Regions from separate parts of the Mus musculus genome. Here region 2 is linked to region 1. Evidence: chromatin contacts called from public HiChIP or PLAC-seq data. All regions are on one chromosome and are shown on one strand. Each heading gives the region's core, a stretch centred on a gene start, on an enhancer-like site or on the middle of the called end of the contact. The rest is flanking DNA. Distances are from core to core; before and after follow the strand shown.

Region 1 (4,848 bases), core at 2,020-4,519:
GCGGGTTCAAAATCCAATCCTGCGACTTCAGAAGCATGTGACTGGTGGCAAGTGACACTGTTTCCTAAGATGTCTTATCCTTGTTGCGAAATCGAGCTACCTATTTAACATCGTTTGTGTAAGGATCGAGCCAGTTAATATGTGTAAGCACATTAACAGTGCAGGGTCTGGCTGGCATGGCTCTGGAGACTTGGGTGCTAATAAGTTAGTGTTTTGTACCAAGGGAGACCAAAATAAATAAATAAATAATAGTAATAATAATAAAAAAAACAGCTTAATGAGTAGTTTTATAAGTAGTAAAGAAAGTGGCATAAGGAAAGGAGAGGGAAGATGGCCCTGTGGATGGCCCAGCGGGTAAAGTTGATTGTTGCCAGATAATGAAAGCCTATGCTCACTCCCTGGACCCCATGCCCAGGTGAGAAGAGAGAAGTGATTCCACAAGATTTTCTGTTGATCTCCAAACATACACTGTGGCATGGGCACGCACCCACAGACATCAGACACACTCACGCCTGCACGCGCGCGCGCGCACACACACACACACACACACACACACACACAGAGGCAAACACAGACACTCACACAAACACACAGACCTACACTCACACAGACACACACACACACACACACACACACACGGAGACACACACACAGGCAAACACAGACACTCACACAAACACACAGACCTACACTCACACAGACACAAACACACACACACACACACACACACGGAGACACACACACTCACACAGACACACACGCAGAGACACACACACAGAGACTCACACACACACACACAGACCTACACTCACACAGACACACACACACACACACTCACACACAGGCAAACACAGACACTCACACAAACACACAGACCTACACTCACATAGACACACACACACAGGCAAACACAGACACTCACACAAACACACCTACACTCACATACACACACATACACACAGACACATACGCACACACAGAGACTCACACACACACACAGACACACACACAGACACACACACAGACACATACACACACACTCACACAGACACACAGACACACACACAGACACATACACACACACTCACACAGACACACACACACACACACACACGGAGACACACACACTCACACAGACACACACACAGTGACACACACACAGAGACTCACACACACACACAGACACATACACACACTCACACAGACACACACACACACACAGAGACACACATTCACACAGACATGATGCTAAATTTTTTTTGATTTTTTAAAAAGGGAAAAGAAAAAGGTTTTGAAGGCTGTCATAGAAGGGAAGAGCTATGGAAGATGTGAACTCTACAGACAACTTCAGCAAAGCCTTAGAGTAGAATAATATGTAAAGAAATAAGGGAAGCAGAACCCAGAGAGAAGTGTGATAAGGTTTGATAGTTCATTTGTAAGGTGAGTGTGCTAATCAGATTAAATTTCATTTGGCATATCCTGCTGTTTACTTGGACAGTGATGTCTGAGCAAGTTATTATTTATTATTTCTGTTTCTTGTCATTCTGATTAGCCCATCAGCAATCAGTCACTATTCATAGCTCTTCAATTGCTTGTATTAAAGAGCAACTCCCTCCTCCCCTAGTCTGCAAATTACCCAGGTTGGGAAAGAGCAATATTCTCTCTTCAGAGACTGCTTGCCCCCGACTAGATGAAAACTCTTTATGCTGCTACAAGCCTCCAAATGATTGAGAACATCTTAAGACAAACTTTTAAGCCTTGTACGGTTTCTCGGGAACGGGAGGACAAGCCAGCCACCTTCAGATTCATTCAGCTTTGACTCTTGGAGGGGACGCATTGAAGACTTGGCTATGCTGTGGACATGGAGGGTCCAGCAAATTATGCGAACAGTTTCTTACTGTACGCGCATAACTGCAGGACTCATGGCGCTCTCTGCCTTTGTGTTTTCCCGTTAGAGAAAGCAGCATTGTAGGTGTAATTGTGACAAATGATCAGGAACCGCTTCCTTTAATGATTTCTGAAGACAGTGCGTTGCCTCTGGAGTTCATCCAATAACCTGTCTATAGAGGTTGACATTATTTTACACATTAGATCTAGTCTTGAAAAGTGGTGTGCAGGAAAGGTATTTGAATGATAGTTTTTTAAAAGAATTTTTTTTTCTCACATTGGTCTTCTAATGAAAATAAAGCTACCAAACGTTAGCTCCCCACATCCCCAGCAGAGAGTAACCTTTTTTTTTTCTTTTTTTTGGTCAGTGTGTGGTTTACAGTGTCTCGCCTTCTATAACTCTTGCCTGGTGAACTGAGCCACGGTACTTATCCTTTTATTTAGAGTCGTCGGGCTTCAGTTTTCTGAGGTCAGTCAGCTATTATATGAATTAATATGAACTTGATTAAAGTGAGTGTGCATGGATCAGTGAAGTAGCCCCACGGAAAGGCGCTGTTCCATGAAATCCAAAGACCTGAGTCATGTCCCTAGGACCGATATAAAGTGGAAGGGACTGACTGACTTAATAAACTTTCCTCTGACCCCTCTGTATGGATAACATGACATGCTCAGTCCCCATGCACATATCACACACACACACACACACACACACACACACACACGCACACTTTAAAAGAAAAGCTGGGTTTCCTCTTACATCCAAAAAAAAAAAAAAAAAAAAAAAAAAAGGTCTCCAAGCACTGAGGCCCCTAAGGTACAGAAGCTCCTCTGAGATGTATGCAAGGGTTCTATCCTACGGTAATCCTTGACAATTAGGACACTGGTTAGATTTTTTTAAAAAATGCTATGAAAGAAGCCGGGTGTGGTGGCACACGCCTTTAATCCCAACACTCGGAAGGCAGAGACAGGCGGATTTCTGAGTTCAAGGCCAGCCTGGTCTACAGAGTGAGTTCTAGGACAGCCAGGGCTACACAGAGAAACCCTGTCTCGGGAAAAAAAAAAAGAATTGCTATGAAAGACATCCAGGCTGTCTCTGTAGAGCACCCGGGAAGTATAGAGCTGAAGCGTTTACCAGCCAAGATCCCAAAGTGACTGGCAACGCTTATGCCAGGTTGGTCACCTTCTGAAAAAGAGAGTGCGTGGACGACAATCTCAGACTTAAAGGTATGCACATAAATCCGTCAGACCACTGACTCCTAAAGTACAACCGTGTGATTTTGTATGAACTCTCAACTGTGATTCCTACGTGCAGTACAGTCTGAAGACTAGTTCACTAATGGGGGAAGGGGTCAAGCCAGTGCTATCTGGTTTCTCAGCCCAGGCTTCCCTTGTGATGACTCATCTCGCAGGCAGCAGAGAAGCTCCTGGGCGGCTGCTTGCTGGATTTACTACCTTGGGCCTTAAGATTAAGCCTCTGTAATCTTCAAACACATTGATAGATTCACCTGGGTTTGTAAGGATTGGGAGAAACAATATGTGAAAGCTCTTTGCTGGAGTCTGCCAGTAAAATCTAAATGCTGCTGCCCATGCTGGAAAGGAAAGTAGCTTTTGTCATCTGCTTCCCGAGCGATTCTGTTAGGGTGGGCTTCTCTATCCCCCGTCAGCCCAGCGGTGACTCACATGTCCTGATTGTTCCATGAGATTACCTGGAAGTAAGAAGGCAGGGGTTTCCAGTGCTGGGTCCCTCCTGTTTTGCTGCATCCTAAGCAATCGGACTACTCTCTCCTACCCCTTTGGATTTGTCAGTCTTGGGGACTTCATAATTATTTATGAGAACCACATGTTGAAGTAGTGTAGCCCATCTGCCTGGACTTTCTTTTATAGAGTCATGGATATGTGTGGTGTGTCTATTTGTTATAAACCTTTTGGCGCCCATGGGCACTTATTCTGAAGGGGCTGCCTAGGTGCGTAAGCAGCCCTGTTGCCTTTCAAATCAATAATGAAGAGTCTCCTGGAGGGGAGCCGTCTGGGACATAAGGCATTCTTAGTGTTTTGGATTTTGTTTTAAATTTAAGTTATTGGGAACACCTACCATTTGTTTCATCTAGTTTTAGAAATTCATAATTTCATAAGGTCATAACACAACTCAACCACTGATTAGGAAAATCACTCGTAAGACTGGTCATTTAGTAGATAAAGCTGGTTTGCTTAAATCCACAGAGTTTAAAACTGATGCCAGCCGAGTAGTTTGTTAGAGGCCTTCACTTGTACTTCCCATAAGACTTTGCTTGTTTCATTGTTGCTTCTTTTTCTTTTTTTAATGGCCTAGGTTTCTGTGGGTTTTGTTTGTTTGTTTTGAAGCAGGGACGCTTCGTTGATCCCCTTCTCCAGCCTCCTTCACCAGCACACGCAGGGATCAAAGGCATGAGCTACCACACCCAGCTAGAACCTAGATTTTGAATCGCTTTTTTTTTTAATATGGGGAACTTAGTATTTTCATAATTTAGTTTGTTAAATATTTTGCTGAAGAGTTAATGTGAAAAGAAAATCCGTACATAATTCCTGGCATGATGGAGACACAAGCGTTGTTAGACTCCACAGGACGCTTCTCTTTCCCTTACTTTCTCATTCAGGACGTATTTTCTTTATTCATATCCTCTATTTCTGGCCCTATATGTTCTACTTTTCTTGGATTTGTGTCTCGTTTTCTTTATCTTTGCTCTCTTGTTCTCTCCCCGTATCTTTCCTAGAACCTGTGGATAGAACCCCCTGTTGGAGGACCCTCCCTTTCCTCACCCTGCCCCCGGCCCCCGGTCGCTGCCTTTGCTTCCTTGTCCTGGCTGATCTCATCTCCCTGGCAGCTTCTGCATCTTGACCTTTGCCATTTGGCTCTTCCCTTCCCCAGTCTCTTAGAACTCTGTTTTCAAGGAGTCTGCACGTAAATTTTCTGCTTTTGAAAGC
Region 2 (5,300 bases), core at 2,421-4,920, 320 kb before region 1:
CTTTTGTGACGTGCACTTTGTAAGATTTATAGGTAGTGTCTATCACATGCTCATTTGAAGGTTTTTTTTTTTAAAGATTTATTTATTTACTATATGTAAGTACACTGTAGCTGTCTTCAGACACTCCAGAAGAGGGCATCAGATCTCATTACGGGTGGTTGTGAGCCACCATGTGGTTGCTGGGATTTGAACTTCGGACCTTCGGAAGAGCAGTCGGGTGCTCTTACCCACTGAGCCATCTCACCAGCCCCATTTGAAGGTTTTAAACTAAGTTTTTCAAACACAATTCTATATGACTACAATTTTCTCCAAGTTGCATGGTGTTAACTTTGCTAACAGAGGGCTAAGCCTTTTTTCCCATATCTAAAAACCCATTTTCTCTCCCATAGTCTCTAGATGTTTCCATGTTTGATAAATTATTTTACCTGCAATTCTAAAAGTTGAAGTTGGTACGATAGCCTTTGTTTTTTTAAAATAGTAAATTATGGGTGAAAAACTCTTACTCTTCATTTTATCTGACACAAAGGGTCAAAGTAAGGCTGGTTTTGTGTGTCCTTTGCGAGCAATGGAGCCATTTGGGTCTGAAGCACTTCCACATTTGTCTGTAAATGCCATCCTCAGCAAGCGTGTCCACATTTTATATACAGGCGCCTTTCCAAGTAAGCTCTGCGTGCTTTACCCGTAGGTCCTAATGTACCTAATGAAATGAGTTCATGTTTTATATAATAGATGCCATTCCAAATGCTGTTAAGGCAACTCGCCCATCTGTTGATTTGGATAATTCCCCTTGTTAGAAAATAAATCATTTCTAGGTACACAGCACGTGTGTCAGAGAAGTTCAGGGCCCAACACCACTCACGCTACACACTTGTATGTATTTCCTACACGGGGCTAATTTGCCTTCTTTGCCTTTGGTGTTCTTCAGTCAGATGTCAAAGGGTGGGTCCAGTCAGTGAAAAGCCTTTGATCTATTTACTTTACACTTTCCTTTCCTTTCCTTTCCTTTCCTTTCCTTTCCTTTCCTTTCCTTTCCTTTCCTTTCCTTTCTTTTCTTTAAGATTTATTTATTTAGCTATGTACACTGTAGCTGTTTTCAGATACTCAAGAAGAGGGCATTCGATCTCATTACAGATGGTTGTGAGCCACCATGTGCTTGCTGGGATTTGAACTGAAGACCTTCAGAAGAGCAGTCGGTGCTCTTAACTGCTGAGCCATCTCTCCAGTCCCACAATTTTCTTTTCTGAATGCCACTGATTTTGTTGGATTTATATTTTCTCCCGTTCTTGTCTATTGTCTTTTGAGGTTTGAAAAAGTATTTAGTTAGCAGCCTAAGATAGACCTGAATTTCAGATGCCTCTGCCACCATGTGCTAGGGTGACAGGCATGTCCCCAACATGGGGCTTGTGCTGCCTTCACCTTTAGAAGTGACTTGGCACTTTTAAAGGGACCTTCACTTATAAAGGTAGTCTTCACTAAACGTGTGAGCAGCCAGTGGCCCACCTCGACCTAACAGCACATTTGTTACCACAGACTGGCTGGGGGTTAGGAAGATGTGTCCTTTTGCTCCTTTGCATTGGGTTTTATCATTTTCATTTTTATATTAACACTTTGAAATTTAAAACCTTATAGAAGGCAGAGTGACGGAAGCAGTGGTGCACCCTGTTGTCAGCACAGGCATCCACAGGTAAACAAAACCAACTCTGAAACTCTGAAATTCCTGACTCAAATACAGTTACATCCACACTGGCACATATGAGACAATTCACTGTTATTTATACTCTTTGATCAAGGCAACTGCTTAAGTTTGAAATGCAGCGGTAAATTAAGTTGTCTTCCACAGTGGTGACTTGTCTGGTCAGCTGTGTATGATCGCCATCTCCCTCAGAGGGGTCTTCTTTGTGCTAAGACACACTGCCAGACACTCTGTTATCAGCAACCAAATCCTCCCAGATTGGGGATCAGGGCTAAGCAGGTTTGTTTTTGTTTTTTTGTTTTGTTTTGTTTTGAATATTTTTCAACTCTTTAATTTTATGCCTATGTTTGATGATAGGTCAGTGATATTTCATAGTTTCAAAAGTCCTTGCTGCTCTGAGAAGTGTAGATACTATGTGAAAATCACGTAGTAATGACAGCATGTGCTGGGGTTTGTTCTTGTTTATTTTTTGAGGAAGAAGAGGAGGAAGTGGAGGAAGAGGAGGAGGAAGGCTGAGGAGAAGAAGAGGGGGAGGGGAAGGATGTACACTTGCTGCTTCTACCTTCCCTAAACCATCCTGCTTTGCAGAAATCCAGACTGACGGCAGCACCAACCACGCACGGAATACATTTATCTGCTCAGGTTTCTCACCACTTGTTGTGTTTTGCATTAGTTAAGACAAAAAGTTGATAGCTGTCAACTATCTGAAATTGTACAGATTAGATTTGGGAAACATGATCTTTGTACACTAAAAAAAATCGGTTAAACATCACATAGCAGACAGTCATTAAATTATTAAAAATCAAGTTATGAAGAACAAGCTTTGGGCAGACAGATTTTCATGGGAATATTTATATGGTCGAGAATCAGCCCCTCTCTCTCTCTCTCTCTCTCTCTCTCTCTCTCTCTCGGTTTTTCAAAACAGGGTTTCTCTGTGTAGCCTTGGCTGTCCTGGAACTCACTCTGTAGACCAGGCTGGCCTTAAACTCAGAAATTCGCCTGCCTCTGCCTCCCAAGTGCTGGGATTAAAGGCGTGCACCACTGCTGCTCTGGCAGTTTTTATTTTTCTTATTAGCACTGTTCACCTGCTGTGGAATTACCCACTGGGACAAGACAACTCTGTGATCTTCTATCCAAGGACTTCTTAAACACCTTAAAGACATTTTGAAGTGTACAGCTAACCACCCTGTTAGCTTTTTCATCTACAGTTTTTGAAAACCTTTAAATAAAAACATCTGAACCTTCTAATTTCACAGACAATGACTTTTTTCTTAAATGTTTATTTTAAAGAAAGACACTAATGTAATTTTTATTTTGAGTAAGGCTTTTACTGTATATTTTACATGAAAAAATATCCCTTTCCAAGACAGATGGTAATAATAGCTTCAATTTTCTGTCAAATATGTATCTAAGAATTTTATAGTTTCCAGATTCTCATGATAGTACTAAGATTCTAATTTTTGTTTAAATTTAAGATTGTTCTTCCTTTAAAAAAACAATCTCGTTTTCTATCAGCTGTGTGCTTTGCCTTCATAGACAGCCTTAAATGGATTTGTTTTTATTAATCTACTCCTAATTTGTATTCTGCCTGTTAGGTCTACTTGAGAAAGAAATGTAGTGAAACTTGGAATAACTTTATTCCTTTGGTTAGTTAATTTTTCCACTTTAAATTTCAAGTGAAATAAATGCACACACTATAGCGTATTCAACTGTTAGTCTGTGAAATATGTTTAAAGAAGAGAGTAAGCAAGCCTGGCACTGTAATCCCAGAGACAGAGAGAAAAATCAGCAATGCCAGGACAGCCTGGGCTAGTGAAACCATATCTCAGACCCCAAGAGCAAACTGGGAAATATACACAAAGTGGAAGAGGCTTATGAAACTAGGATTTGTATGCTGAGGCAGGAGGATCACATGTTGGAGACCTGTCAGAGCTACTACAGAACTGAAGGGCTACCTGGGCAACCAGAAGAAAGGTAAACAAAAGTCCTTACCCTGTTAAACACAGAAGCCACAGCCACTGCAGAGCAGGTTCTTATGCACCTGCCCCAGCTTTCCTTAACTCTTGGTGGCAATGCATCTGTCCTCCGAAAACACCAACTTAATAATAATTAATAATAAAAACAACTACTCACCTGTGTATCTCATATAGTTGTGTTCAGCTATATGCTGTTCAGTTTTCTCTGGGTTTGAAATTCACATCAGCTGGAAGCAGAGCTGAGTGACCTCTGTGATTTCCTCTTTCTACGTCCTCAACCTTATGCTTGTAGAGGCCACACACACTGCTGCATGAACTGCAGTCACAGTTGCTCACTGACTAGGTATGCTGTCACGCCTCTCATAAATACTTAGACTTTTCTCAAGTTTGATTCTTATCAGCCATGTGACACACTAGCTGTATTTCATAAGACCCTTCATGTATATTTTTAAATATACAAAAATGAGAGCAACACTCTGTTTCCGTTTAACTCCAAATGAATGTGTCCCTCAACTGGAGTAGTCAGCCATACTCAGTGGAAGGTGGAGCAGTCACCATATGATCTAACTATTACATTATCCATACAGTTTTATATTTCACATTTATACAGAATTCCCATCTTTACTGTTTGAACAAGTAGATTGTGACTCTTCCTCCTTGATAGCTGGAAGCAAATTTCTCAGATAACTTGTGTTCATGAAAACTTTACAAACCAGCAAAATCTCTTCTTTCCTCAGGAGAAGCAAACGCCCCCTGGAGTGCACATGGGACTCTGGGGACACCTCCTTTTCACTCTGTGGACCATGATGCCGCACACTGCAGGATGGCTCCCAAGACTGGAGAATACCTGATACTATTCCAGCTGTTTCAAATACTTCCACTTCTTCTTTTACTTTGTTCTTTTATAATATGTAAGATTCTTATTTCATCTTTATCCAATAGGACTCCCACTTTGTCGGAGATCTATCCTGCGTTTTCTCCTCCTCCTATTGTAACTGTGTATCCCCTTCACTGTTCTGTTTCCCTTCTGTTGTCTACACTTCATGTGTTAGTGCTATTCCTGGTTCTCTTGGGTGTTTGCAGTCACTTGAAATGGATCTGGGGACATTTCTTCCTCTGGGCCTCCGAGGTCACCAAAGTGAGTCTCAACAATAGACATGCTTGTCACCTCAACGTCTGTAGCCAAATTTTTCACTTGGAAATCCATGAATTTCCTGTTGGTAGTGTGATGAAGAACATCCTTTTAAAGCCAGTGTTTACTATCTGTAGTGACTTTCTTTTCTTTTGACTTTTCACGGCATCTATCTGCCTCCATTCAAAAGGCTTGTCGGATCTGTTAGTGTTCTTCAGATCTGTTAGTGTTCTGCTCACAGGGCACAACCCAGTTCCGGGCTGCTCATCGCACGGGAACACAAGCACAACCATCTCTGCTCCAGGCACCAAAGGCTTCTGTAGCAGACAGGCCGTTGTTCCAAGAGGAAAATGCAAGACAAACGCGTCTGCTTCCTCTTCCTCCTTCTCTGTCTCAGTTTTCTCAGAGACACAGAATGGAGCATTTCTGTTTGAAAGGTTTGCATCTCACCATCTTCCTCTAAATCTTCACTCCAAGTTTCCAGAGAGACTTCCCATCA

What was found. HiChIP or PLAC-seq counts read pairs in DNA pulled down with a chosen protein or histone mark.
Region 2: a contact with region 1 is called in an H3K27ac HiChIP or PLAC-seq map of trophoblast stem cells, with 14 read pairs. The contact joins two enhancer-like sites. A contact is called at or near these places in 3 of 39 promoter capture datasets (embryonic stem cells, hippocampal neurons and liver), 8 of 115 datasets of contacts at active chromatin or transcription factors (embryonic stem cells, neural tube, stem cell-derived neural progenitor cells and 1 more) and 1 of 9 other capture datasets (adipose tissue).

Annotation. Positions count from the first base shown.
Region 1 is chr6:4,731,777-4,736,624 of GRCm38.p6, reverse strand. All of the region lies in intron 1 of Sgce (sarcoglycan, epsilon), which reads left to right. Among named protein-coding and RNA genes, the nearest start is that of Sgce, 13 kb to the left of the region's middle. Within about 2 kb of position 3,269, at least 52 of the 459 cell types and tissues checked have an H3K27ac peak or open chromatin away from gene starts, as enhancers often do. A contact at or near this core is called in trophoblast stem cells, where this site is marked.
Region 2 is chr6:5,046,956-5,052,255 of GRCm38.p6, reverse strand. The region is part of intron 3 of Ppp1r9a (protein phosphatase 1, regulatory subunit 9A); the gene reads right to left. It overlaps Gm52886 (a long non-coding RNA gene), which reads left to right. Exons shown (of 3, transcript XR_003956395.1): 2 at 1,630-2,335; 3 at 4,407-5,300. Among named protein-coding and RNA genes, the nearest start is that of Gm52886, 5.1 kb to the left of the region's middle. Within about 2 kb of position 3,670, at least 5 of the 459 cell types and tissues checked have an H3K27ac peak or open chromatin away from gene starts, as enhancers often do. A contact at or near this core is called in trophoblast stem cells, where this site is marked.